Linked DNA regions of Gossypium hirsutum: region 2 is linked to region 1. Evidence: chromatin contacts called from public Hi-C data. All regions are on one chromosome and are shown on one strand. The core of a region is the stretch at or near the end of the contact, and the rest is flanking DNA. Distances in the headings are between cores, read along the strand shown. Region 1 holds the start of LOC107892668 (peroxisome biogenesis protein 12). Region 2 holds the start of LOC107892830 (pentatricopeptide repeat-containing protein At3g04760, chloroplastic).

Region 1 (6,833 bases), core at 3,411-5,910:
TCTTTGGCAATCGGTACCTTTAATTTGACCAAATTCCAAAATAAACTAATCGACAAATCTTATCTTAAGTGGATTTGCATCCATTAAAAAAAAAAAACCACTAATTTATGTCCTCAGCCTCTCATAACAACACACGCCAACAAACCAAAATGATAAATTATGATTAAACCCCCTTCGATTTACTATTCTTTGAAATAAAACATAATGAAATTTGATACCCTTGTTATAAAGCTCACAATAATAGTTTCGCGTGTAACATTCAGAAAGAAATATATTTCTAAGTAGTTAAAATTGCAAGGGGAATGAAATTCCATTGTTAATTTGACTTGTCAATAGAATTGTAGGGTGTCATTTGTAAAATGTGAAAAAGTAAGGGACGAAAAAGGTGCTTCCCCCCCCCCAAAAAAAAGATGAAGTACATTTTTTTTTTCCTACTGGCAATAAAATTCGTGACCATGTTGAAACCGAGAAGAAACAAAACCAAAGCCACCACGTGTGTTAATCAAAAAAGAATATTTCATTCCTATGCTGCTCTTCCCTTTCCTTGTTTTGGTAATTCCATTTTTTGGGTCTCCAAAACATCAGCCCTTTCTATCCAATCATCGACTTCCCACTGATTCATTCACCCTTGTTTTCACACCGTTTCCAAGTAAGATTCTTTAATATTTCTTCTTCTTCTTTTCATTTTCTTAAATCTACTTTTATATGTTGACCTCAACTAAGATTAACCTTCAATACCCAATTCTTAAAAGTGTTCCTTGTCTGAATTTTGATTTTTCTTAGCTTCTTATAAAATGGATTGTTTCTGTTTTTGCTTAGTAACCAGGTTTATTTGCTGATTTTTGTTGGTTTATTTTGTGTTATTGACTGTTTGCTTCATGGATTGATTTTCAAGTTTTTGTCTATAAATTTATTGATTGAAACTGGAATAGGTACACTTTTTGTATGTGTGTGCATGTAGTTTACTTTCTTGTTAACTTTGGAGACAGCTAATGATTATGCTGGTGAGTGGTGACTAATCTGATATTCGTGCTTTATTTGGCTGTAAATAAATTGTCTTTTTTATTATGGCGATTTTCTTCCCTTTTTAGATATATCAACTTGTTGGTCAACATGTTGGGAGCTTTTGGTGAAAAATCACTCAAGTTGTTCTTGTTGATTCTTTGCTTATACGACAAAAGTAAAATGAGTGTATTTCTTGCCCCCTTATGGTTTCCTTTTGTGTCTTTGACTTATTGGTACTGAATTGATAGGCCAGTTGCAAATACTATAAAAATTCATCTTTATAAGGAAAATTGATGTTATGGTTTTGATTTAGGCTGTGCTGTTGTGGTGTTGGTATCCTAGTTTTTTTTTTATCTCTTTCCAACACATTCAACATCACTGTTCATATGTGTAGGATTCATCCATGAATAGAGAAGGTCGTACTTGTCAATAGTGACTAGAATTGTATTGAAAAATGGACGGGAACCAAACCCAAGTGAAGTGAAATTACCGTGATGCTCGCAATGTGCTTTTTCCCGGTAATTTTCTATGTAATAGAAATTGTTTTGTAATCATCATGTCAGCTTTATATGTATTGTTTCTAGAGATATTTTAGTCATTTATTTGTTTGGCTGTCTATGTTATCAAAGCGAAAACTTGTCTGCACTAAACTAAGAGTATAGCAATGATTTGTTTGATGAATAAATGTGTAAAATATGTTAGAGCCGCTGAAGCAAAGATTGTTGAGTTTCTCGATGTCTGGTATTAACAGGCATCTTGCTTTTCTTATTCAGGTTGTTGATATTTAGATATAAAACAGCTGGGAATCAGGAACTTAGGTCTTGCTGCTATGCCTTCATCTTTTCTGGCTCTTCTTTTAAAGACAAGTATTCTACTTCGCCGAGTTCTTTTCAGGTTTCCTCAGGAAGGGAAGTGATGGAGAATTCTGTATCGCTTCAAGAATCTTCGTTAGCTCCCAGCAATGGTACCCTTGGGAATTCGTCTTTGTCCCCTTCCATAGTCACCGACCATATGTGTGCCTCAGCTCTACCACATGTTCAACATTCTCACAATCCCGCATTCATTTCCCAGTCATCAAGGGATTTAGCATCTTTGCTGCCACTAGATGCTTCTTTTTCACAGTCTACAGCTTCACTTATTCACACACAAGGAAATAAGGATGTTTCTTGGAGTTTAGACCGGCTTCAAATGTTTCTCGATTTGCCTGAAAATACTCCAGCTCCAAATCAACTGGTGGAAAGCAGCACCAGTGTTTTGGCATCCGAGGATCACAACAAGAAAACTAATTGGCAGGAATGGGCGGATGATTTGATCAATGTTGTGGATCCAGACTGGAGTAAGATTCTTGATAATACCAATGTCTTAAACCCCAGAGTGGAGGTATGTTCCTAGATTCTATTAGAAGCAGTAGGTGCAGAAATGTCTCAAGCGGCTTTTGATTTTCATTCTTTAATTTCTTTCACATAGCTTCAGTTTATTCCTTGTAATATACTAGCTTTGTGATTCTTGAGGTGATACAATTTCGCCACTGCTGCTATAATGTCAACTAATGGATTTTTTTATTTTTTTTTACTATTTCGGAATTAACTACCAAGGCCAAGACTTGTTCATGGCTGAAAACCCCATTACCTTAGCCTTTGGCTTACTTAGATGATATGATCTATCTACCTTATCGATGTACTTTTTCTAGTTTTTCCTATCTTTTGGTTAATGAGAAAACTAAAAAATGTATCAGCTGCCAAAACCTTCTGGAGATATCTCAAAGCAACAGCCTCAGTTTCATCAGAATCAACTTGTGCCACATGGAGAATTTTCTAGCCATGCTTACCCATCTTCTACTGCTCCTCCTACAAAGCCTCGTATGCGTTGGACACCTGAGCTTCATGAGGCCTTTTTGGAAGCTGTTAATCAGCTGGGTGGCAGCGAACGTGTGTATTTTCATCTCATTAGCATGTAGGCAAATTATCTGTTTACATCATTTGCTAATTTCATCGAGTAATTTAAACTTACAGGAGCTACTCCGAAAGGCATCTTAAAACTAATGAATGTTGAAGGCCTAACAATCTATCATGTTAAAAGTCATCTGCAGGTCTGTTTGTAATCTCGTTTTATGGATCCTTTTTACTTTCTCAAACAATCTTATAAGTTTACTGGAACATTTTCCTGTTCGGAATCCAGAAATATAGAACTGCCAGATATATGCCAGAAACATCAGAAGGTAAGACAGCTATAATACTTTCAACAACATTTCACTGTATTTTCATAATATCATTTTGATTTTTCGTTAAGATGTATAATTTGCTTCTCATTGCAGGAACATCAGAGAAAAGAATCACTTCAATCGAGGAAATGAAATCGATAGACTTGAAGACGTAAGTAATCTTCTTTCCTTGTATCTTGAAGTAAAGTTTATCTACCATTTTTAAATTCTATTGAAGTCTCAATTATCTCTGTCTTGAGCTTCGAGCTATGATCTGCAAATTTATCAGAATGTGTAGTTTTAGCATAGTGAGCTTTGGCACTAACCTCACTTTCCTGTAAGAAAGTTTGAGTATATCTGTATGATTCTGGCCTTGTAATTTCTCGTCACAGGAGTATAGGAATTACTGAAGCACTGCGATTGCAGGTGGAAGTTCAGAAGCAGCTCCATGAACAACTTGAGGTATGCTACTGGTAACTAAGCATTTATTTGTTTCGGTCACAAACTATGCAGGTTAACTCAAAGCACGGCTATGGCTTTTTACTTATATTATAATAACTTCTTTTCCAAGATTTCACCACGTTAGGGTCTCGGAGCTTTTTATAATTAGCTACTTTAACATTGTTATGTGGAATTCTAATTTTCCCAGCATACCCTATTTTTAATTTTCCAAAAAAAGTCATGTTGAACCCTTTTTTATCGAGTTGCTGCAGATAGTTTGCACCCCATGCATCGTTAAAAGCATGGATGTATGTGCTATATAGATGCACATATATTTTCTAATGCCGGTGACATTTTTTTCTCCAGATTCAGAGAAATTTGCAGCTACGAATCGAAGAACAAGGGAGGTATCTGCAAATGATGTTTGAGAAACAAAAAAAGGTGGAGGACGAAAAAGGTGGGGCTCCCTCTTCTGCCTCGGATGACCTTCTTGCACCATTACCAGGCTCAAAGCATCCACCTTGCAACAACGGTAAATCAGATTCAGAAGCTTTGGAGCAAGATCACTCAAGAACCGGGATTGGTCCAGGAAATGCTGGCACTAACGAGGACAAAAGCTCCTCAGGTGTAAGCACGAAGCAGAAGATGCCAGAAACAGAATCGACTGTCCATGATGAGTCCGGTTTCTCAGTCTCAAAACGTGCAAGAACAGAGAAATAGCAGGATACTTAAGACTTTTTAACATCTGATAAATAATCTTTTGTAGACAACATATCTCTGCTCCTGGAGATGATGTTGTTAATATAGATAAATCTGCTGATAGAAAGCAGGAGTTGTTGAAACATTACATCATACATTCTTCTTTATGTGTATTTCTCTAACATTTGACCACATGCAATATATTCTTTCATTTTGAAAGAATTATAAGCTATATGTCATGATCATAAAAAGGTCTAATAGGTGGAAGCAGATAAATGACATTTGGTAATAAAATCTTACGAGCAATTTGCCTTTCACAACTGGTTTCTTTTCATATGAACAAAAATGTAATTGCAGAAAATGCTGAGCACCAAACTGTTTTTATCTTCGATTTTTTTTAAAAAATAAACAAGGAAACCCAAAAAAGAAAAAGAATAATAATGTCATCATTGTGAAACCTAAATGTAAAATTAAAATTATGACGAAGAAATACCCAAATTAATCTAATAATTAAAGGGTTAATGTTATCAAACGTCCCTAAACTATCACCAGATTTTAAATTTGTCCTTAAACTTCAAAATATTTTAATTAACCTGGTATTTAATACCCAAGTTAATGGATATGCTGAGAGAATGATCTAAATTAATTTGATATTTGATACCTTGAGTCTGCAATTAGAACATTTTAAAGTTTTGGACTAATTTAAAATTCAGGTCATAGTTGAGGACGTCTAATGTAGTTAACCCATACTAAAATGTAAAATTGTTGTCATCCTAACGTGCTGAACCAAAGACCCTTGAAAATCGAAAACCCTGTCATCTGAAGACAACTGAAACAAAAAGAAAAAGAAACTAAATTAATATTCTAGAAACCAAATTGGAAAATAAAAAAAATAAACCTGGTCGAACCCGAAATCAAGATAGCCGAAGCTGGAAAGTTTCAGGAGAAGAGAACGAAGCGGCGGAACAAGAAGATGTTGTTTCAAGTGGGAGGACAAGGGGCTCGTCCCACCTTCTTTGAAATGGCTGCTGCTCAGCAACTCCCGGCTAGTCTCCGTGGAGCCCTTACTTACTCAATTGGGGTCACCCTCTATCTGTCTCTCTTTGCCTTTTTTTTTATTATTAAAAAAGCACTTTTTTTATGTATTTATGGAATACCCATTGTAGTTTTCCTTATTTATTTCTCAAAATTGTTCAGTTTTTCTATAAATTTTGCCTAGAGGGTCAAATCTTGGTTTTTATGTATATTCTTCTCTCTGAAACTTTTAGAATGAAATAAATTGATTGTTTAAATTATGTACTTGGGAAACAAGTTTCAGTTTGTTCCAAATTAGCTTCTTTTCTTATTGTTTAGTGGCATTTTTATATTTATTACAATTTCTATTTTCAGATTGTTGCATTAATTACAATTTTTTTTGGCTGCAATTATTGTTATTATAATCGAAGGTTAAGTACTTTGAGGTTTATTTGTGAATTTATAGGTATTGGCATTGAGAAGGCCGTTCCTTCATAAGGTGTTAGATTATGAAGATGAATTCTTTGCTTTGCTGATGTTGGTTCTTGAGACTCATAGTCTTCGAAATACAGGTTTCCTTCTGCTTTCATTTTCTTTTAGTTTCTTTATAACTTGAATTTCTTTTTTAGGTATTTTTTGCTCAGCGTGTATTTGAATCTTCCTATTTTCGCATTCTAGACAGTGCTTTATGTATCCTAGTTTTAGGTTTCTTCCGAATTACATTTTTTCTTTTTTTAAACTTTAATGCTCATTCTGATTTCACTACCATGCTTTCATTGTACATATAGAATAATAATCAGTTTTCCATTTTGTGTCTCTGTGAACTGTGGATTTGTTTTTGTTGCTTCTGTTTGATATATGTTGTAATCTATGATAGAAACAGTCTTCAAAAATGTCTGATGTGTTATATATGATTGTTCGTCCATTCACCCTTTGAAATTTGTTCCCTTATGAAGATGTGAGTGTTAAGGTTGTAGGGTGTAGGAGAAATAAGCGAAGTCTGAGCCATGTATTAGGATCTTGTGATAATGTATTTCATTCTGGTTGCTCTAATGTGATATGGAAAGCTTCTTAAATTTCAAGGCATGACTGAACTCCATGATCTCACTTGTTCAAAATGAGTTATGTAAGATCATCTCACATAGAACGAGCTTTCCTTGGTACTTTTTTAAACATCAATGAACCTTAGCCAGAAGCCTAGAACCGACCAGCTTGTTTGTGGAAGGAAGTTGTAGTACAAGGGCTTTTCCTTTTTTGAGAAAACTTAATTATTTGATGCATATGCAAAACTATCACTATCAGCCCTTAATGGAATTCAACATCTTTCTAACAAGTTTGTTACATTGGAACCTTATAACAATGGCCATTATATGTTGTTTGCACTGTTGGTGTAAATATTACCTTAATTTTGTTTGTTGTTGTTGGAAGATGCATGTTTGTTTCAATTGATGAGATTCATTTTTCTAATATACTG
Region 2 (6,424 bases), core at 2,774-5,273, 240 kb after region 1:
TTTGGTATTTGTATGTGAAAATGATGCCAAATGAATGCTTTTAGGTACATGAATGATAGTGGGAATAATGGCTTAAATCAAGCCTATTTTCGTGCCACACGATTGAACACACGGGTGTGTGACTCGACTGTATGACCCCTAAATCTTAGTTAAACAAGTCAGTGAGTTACACGGCTTATACACACGGGCATGTCTACTGGCCGTTGTGGCACACGAACTGGCACATGGGTGTGTGGCCGGCTATGTGGCCAAGTCAGTATACCCTCCAGTTTTTACATGGTCATAGCACACGGGCGCGTCTTCGGCTATGTGATGCAAGTCAGTATGTATGTCTTATTTCCATACAGCCTGTGACACGAGCGTGTCTGATGGCCGTGTGAGGCATATGACCTGTTCACACGAGCGTGTGAACCCTGTATGGATAAAAATTTTCTAAGTTTCCCAAAGTTTTCAAATGTTATCAGTTTAGTCCCGAACCTCTTCCAAGCATGTTTTAAGGTCTCGTAGAGCCTTATAAGGGACAATGTGAATATGTTGAATGTATTTTGATTATGAATGCATAAATGTATGTGAATGATGTTTATTGATCAGTAATGCATTGTAGCCCTATTTCAGCAACGAATACAGGTTAGGGGTGTTACAGGGCTCCATCGTTCCCTTTCAACACGAAATTACCAACGCTTCTACTCTTCCAAGAGCAAATATGGTTTGCCATGGATCCTAAATCATGACATGTAATCCGGCTCACACGTTAACTCTGGAATGATAATCGGTTCACGAGTAGGTATATTTTATACCAATTTTTCCACATCTTGATATATTCTGAGTGAAAGACCGGCCAATATGTATTCGATCACCGTAAGACGATTTTGTGTTCTTCATTGAGCACATCAGGTGACACAAAAATTGATTGTCGAAATTCGAATTGTCGCAACACTCTATCTGTCTGGTGCATCTAGACAATAGCGTAATTGACCAATGGGACCTTAACATACCAGATATTTGGATTTATAGGGATTCATCTGGAATTACTATCCAAATTGACGGATCCTGGTATGGTGTCCATTGAAACTATATGAACGTCATAAAAATATTAGTTATATATATGATACTAAATGTGAAATACGAAATCAACTATGTTATGTATATATAGTTCAAAATGAAATAGATACTTACATGTGCTTCGGAACGTTAGTCTAATAGAAGCCATATATCTTCAAGAGCGGTAAGTATTCCCCTGTAACTCATCGAATGGTTCCACATATTTAAATAAAATTTTAGCATAAAATTATATTTTAAATCTATGTAATAATTGTAAAATCTAAAATAAATTTTACTTCGTTAAGAGTGGGAATGTATATGGGTTATTCACTCAATGATGTAAAAATGGAAAGCAAAACTGAGCCCATGATTGTAGCTGTGAGATGCAACCTCCAATTTTAATTTTATTTGGTTGCGTCGCCTGACATATCTCTCAGTACAATGCCGACAACACAGAAGACCCTCAACTGAGTTCGCCAGCTGCTTTAAAATTGACGAGTTTCAGTAGCCACCTCAGATGTACGAGGTTTTGTGACTTGCCCGGCATCAGGTAACCTCCAAGGATCTCAACGATGTATGCCTGAGCGTATCGTATTCTTTCTACTTCAGTCGGATCATCCCCTGGCTTCGAGAATATGTCTCGTAACCAGTCCATCTCGATCTGACCTCCGTAAGTATTATCTGGAATTACACCCAAAAGATCATAGCATATAGCTCCTCAATTAGTAGATTAAGCGAACCAGATAAGTAAGGACCCATCCACCAATAACCTCAATTGTAACTGCACATCCTCTAAAGTGATGGTACACTCTCCGCATGGAAGATGAAATGTGTGCGTCTCAGGTCTCCACCTCTCTTCGAACGCGCTGATGTGTTTCGGGTCCAACTTGCACCCCTGGCCTATATCGGTCATGTGCCAAAAACTCGCTTCCCTCAAGTAATTTTCTATCAACAGTGATGGAGGATCAGACATATTACTAATATAACATTGTAACACCCAATCTACCAACTATTATAAAAAAATATTAATTAAATCACATAAATGAAAAAAACTAAATAATATTAAAAAATTAAAATTAACCCTTACCATTTTTATTTGGTCGATGGAGATATATTTATCATCGAGACAAATTAATTGTCCGGCCATTGCTAACACGATCAAATTTCTTAGAAATTATAAAAAAATAATACTAATTTAGACAAAAATTAAAAACTTAGAGAGCTTTTAGAGCTTTTTTGAGAAAATTAGAGAGAAATTTGGAAGAAATGTAATTTGGAGGAAATTTTGTGTGAAAAAAATGGGTGAGGGTTTATAATTTTTTTCATAATCGTTGGCCCCAGCGGTAAAATTTTTATGTTGACCACTGGGGCAAAAACACGAGCTAAAATGCGCCTACGTAAGCGCGCTTTTGCCATGTCAAAAGTGCTTCCACGTCAGCGTGCTTTTGCTGACATGGCAAAAGCGCTTCCACGAGAAGGCGCTTTTTTGAAATTTCCCCTTAAAATGCTTTCATGTAGGCGTGTTTTGTGTTTTTTGGACCATTCTAGTAAATAATATTTTAAGTAGCCCATTTCCGTAAATAATGTTGGAAATGGGCCTTTTTTAGTAAAATACCCTATTTATCAATCACTTAATGTTAAAAGCAATTAAATTCATTTTCTAAATTAACATCAATTGTTATATTAATAAATTAAAAATCGAAACTTATTTGTTTTCCAAGGCAGTATTCCTCAATTTTAATGATCTCATTTCATGAATCACAAAGTTGTATTCCTAATTGGCCTACAACTAATGGTTGGGAATGTTTGAATTCTGATGGGTCGATAAGGATTGACGAGGGATTTGCCGTTGATGGAGGTTGTGTGAGGACTCATAATAGTGAGCGGATCATTGGGTTTGCTAGATATTTGGGTAATTGTACAGTGTTAGAGGCAAAGCTTTGGGGGATCTTGGACGGGTTAAACTTTATTTTGGATAGACGCTTCGAGAAGATCCTAATCAAAACAGATAGTCTTGAAGCTCTTAATGCGATTATGGAATATACTTCGGGGAACTCTAATTTTGCCATAGTCAGGAGAATTCATCAGACTTTGAAAATAGTGAAGTAGTGAGAAATTCAACATATTCCCAGAGAGGATAACTTAATTTCTTATAGTTTAGCCAAAACAGTTCGTACTAGTGTCACGGGACTAGATCACGTTAGTCGTAACACTAGGAGATTAGGCTTAAGACTGTTTTAGGATTCTCCTTTGAGGGTCTAGTTTATTTACTTTGTATATTCCTTTCTTTCTTTCACCAAAAAAAAATTAAAATTATGAAGTAATTTTTAAAAAAAATATTATTATCAAGTAACATAATTATTTGGGTTAGTATTTGGTGTAACTTTAAAATTTGTGTTTTCTAGAAAATTTTAATATTTTACTATATTCTTTATAGGGCACTTGTCAATTCACTAACTCAGCTTGTAGAGTCTAAAAACTCCATTGCCAATGTATCAAATATTATTCTTAATTATTTTGTGTATTTGATTTTTATAAACATAACAACTAGTTTTATAATGTAAATTCAACGCTTAAAAAATTCTATATTAAAAATTTTGCACACACTTTATCAAACATCTAAATTAGTTTGTATAATATAAAACAAATATTTTAATTTCTAAATTATAGGAATTTTTTAAAATTAAAACACCATTTTTAAATTTAAAAAAATAGATTAATTAAATTGATATAATTTAATTTGAATTTATAAGTAAAATAATTATTTTGTTCATGGTAAATAAATAAATAAATAATTCTATAAGCAAATAGAAAATGTTGTTAAGTATTTTTTTTAATACTTTAATATATTATAAGGACGCATTAAATTATTGTAAACCTATTTGTAAAGTGTTTTTTAATTTTAATTTCGACATTTTATTTTCAAAAATCAAAGTATTACATATTAATTGTAAATTTGTAATAGTTAATAGGAGATTGAACCAACTTCCAGCCCACGATTTATGGGGAAAAGTTGAAAATGGAAATATCGGGTCCATTTATTGGGAGTAAATGCAAAATGGACAGTGGGCTTCCCGGGTCAAACAGCACCCGAATCCAACCCGATAGCCAAGACAGATTCCCTATCCTTAAGCTATATCACGAAATCCAATTGAAAATCTGTGTGACATAATGGACAAGCGTTGAACACCATCAAGCCACTCGGCCACCCAATTCGAACACCCCAAATTTTCAGCTTTATCACCTTTTTCCTTTCACTTTTACAGGTACACTCACTTCCTTCCTTCGGCCTTTTTCTTTTTTATATAGCAAAATGATCTTCCTTGAACATTAAACACCAGACTATAAAAAAAAGCCTTTAATTTATCAATGACAGTACTGTTTTCAACTGAGTTGATTCCTCATGGCCTACCCTTTCATCCACAACAACTAAAACCAGTTTCAAATTCATCTTCACATCACACTTCTTTGGTGAGTTGCTTGAGCCATGAGGGTACTAAAGACAGTATTAGGAAGTCTAGGAACAATCAAAAGGTCAGGGTTTCAGCTGAAACAAGACCAACCCATCTCTCATCTTTTGATTTTAAAGAATCCCATTTGATGAAATTGCTCAATAGGTCCTGCAAGTCAGGCAAGTATCATGAAGCATTTTACTTTCTGGAATGCATGGTTGGGAAAGGTTACAAGCCTGATGTTGTTCTTTGTACAAAGATGATTAAAGGGTTTTTCAATGGAAGGAATGTTGAGAAAGCTATTAGGGTGATGGAGATCTTGGAAAAATATGGGGAACCTGATGTTTTTGCTTATAATGCATTGATCAGTGGGTTTTGTAAGATGAACCGTCTCGATTTTGCTAACAAAGTACTTGATAGAATGAGAAGTAGAGGGTTTTCACCTGATGTTGTTACATACAATATCATGATTGGTAGTTTATGTAGTAGAGGGAAACTTGATTCAGCTTATAAGGTTTTGAACCAGCTGTTGAAAGATAATTGTAAGCCTTCTGTTATCACTTATACAATTCTGATTGAGGCAACTATTCTTCAAGGCGGTATCAATGAAGCTATGAAACTTTTGGATGAAATGTTAGCCAATGGACTTAGACCTGATATGTTCACTTACAATGCAATTATAAGAGGAATGTGCAAAGATGGTATGGTAGGCAGAGCTTTTGAGTTTGTTAGGGGCTTAAATGCTAGGGGTTGTCAGCCAGATGTTATTTCTTACAACATTTTGTTAAGAGCACTTTTGAACCAGGGGAAGTGGGTTGAAGGTGAGAAACTAGTGACAGAAATGGTTTCTAGAGGTTGTGAACCAAATGTTGTTACTTACAGCATTTTGATCAGTTGTCTTTGTCGCGAAGGGAAGGTCGAGGAAGCAGTAAATGTATTGAAGATGATGAAAGAAAGGGGTTTGACCCCTGATGCTTACAGTTATGATCCATTGATTTCTGCATTCTGCAAAGAAAGGAGATTAGATTTGGCAATTGAGTTTCTAGATTATATGATCTCTGATGGTTGCTTACCAGATATTGTAAACTACAACACAATCTTATCTACCCTTTGTAAGAATGGAAAAGCTGATCAGGCTTTGGAAATCTTTGAGAAGCTAAGTGAAGTAGGATGTCCTCCAAATGTGAGTTCTTACAACACAATGTTCACTGCACTGTGGAGCACAGGGGATAAATTCAAGGCCTTGGAAATGATATTGGAGATGCTAAATAAAAGAATAGGTCCTGATGAGATTACTTACAATTCACTCATCTCATGTTTGTGCAGAGATGGGATCGTAGATGAAGCTATTGAATTGCTGATAGACATGGGAAGAAGTAAGATTCAACCAACGGTTATCAGTTACAATATCGTTCTTCTCGGTTTATGCAAAGTACATCGAATCGACGATGCCATTGAAGTGTTGGCGGCAATGGTAGAGAAGGGATGTCAGCCAAACGAAACAACTTACGTATTGTTGACCGAAGGGATTGGTTTTGCCGGATGGCGTTCTCAAGCTATGGAGTTGGCCAATGCTCTCTTCAGAATGAAAGCTATTTCTGAAGATTCATTCAAACGTTTGACCAAAACTTTTCCTTTGCTTGATGTTTACAAGGAGTTTGCTCTTTCTGATTCTGATAAGTAAACCCCTTTAACCTTGTCATACTTATTTCATGGAAGCTTTTTTATTATATCATTATTTTCCTGTTAGAAATGTGTTTTACTGAACCTTTGCAAGAACACCAAGCAAGGCCAGTGGCTCAGTTAGGTAACCAGGAGAAAAGATCACTTTTAGCAAAGACTATTTTAACTAAATATGAACAGCCTAGGTTATTAGAGAGAGGCTTCTCTGTGCTCTTTAAGTGAGACTCCGGCATGAAAATAAGAGAAGA

What was found. Hi-C and Micro-C count contacts between places; a contact is called where the count stands out from the background.
Region 2: a Hi-C map of leaf shows a contact between it and region 1, with 1.7 times the contacts expected there. The contact joins the promoter of LOC107892830 here to the promoter of LOC107892668 in region 1. A contact is called at or near these places in 3 of 34 Hi-C or Micro-C datasets (all in leaf).

Annotation. Positions count from the first base shown.
Region 1 is chrA11:106,499,920-106,506,752 of Gossypium_hirsutum_v2.1, forward strand. LOC107892668 (peroxisome biogenesis protein 12) reads left to right here and starts at 4,661. Exons shown (of 10, transcript XM_016817732.2): 1 at 4,661-5,426; 2 at 5,826-5,931. The coding sequence starts at 5,319. It overlaps LOC107892633 (protein PHR1-LIKE 1), which reads left to right and starts at 457. Exons shown (of 8, transcript XM_016817708.2): 1 at 457-649; 2 at 1,779-2,385; 3 at 2,741-2,933; 4 at 3,018-3,094; 5 at 3,184-3,223; 6 at 3,320-3,377; 7 at 3,598-3,667; 8 at 4,013-4,577. The coding sequence starts at 1,921. The coding sequence ends at 4,366.
Region 2 is chrA11:106,743,822-106,750,245 of Gossypium_hirsutum_v2.1, forward strand. It overlaps LOC107892830 (pentatricopeptide repeat-containing protein At3g04760, chloroplastic), which reads left to right and starts at 4,024. Exons shown (of 1, transcript XM_016817874.2): 1 at 4,024-6,223. The coding sequence starts at 4,411. The coding sequence ends at 6,177.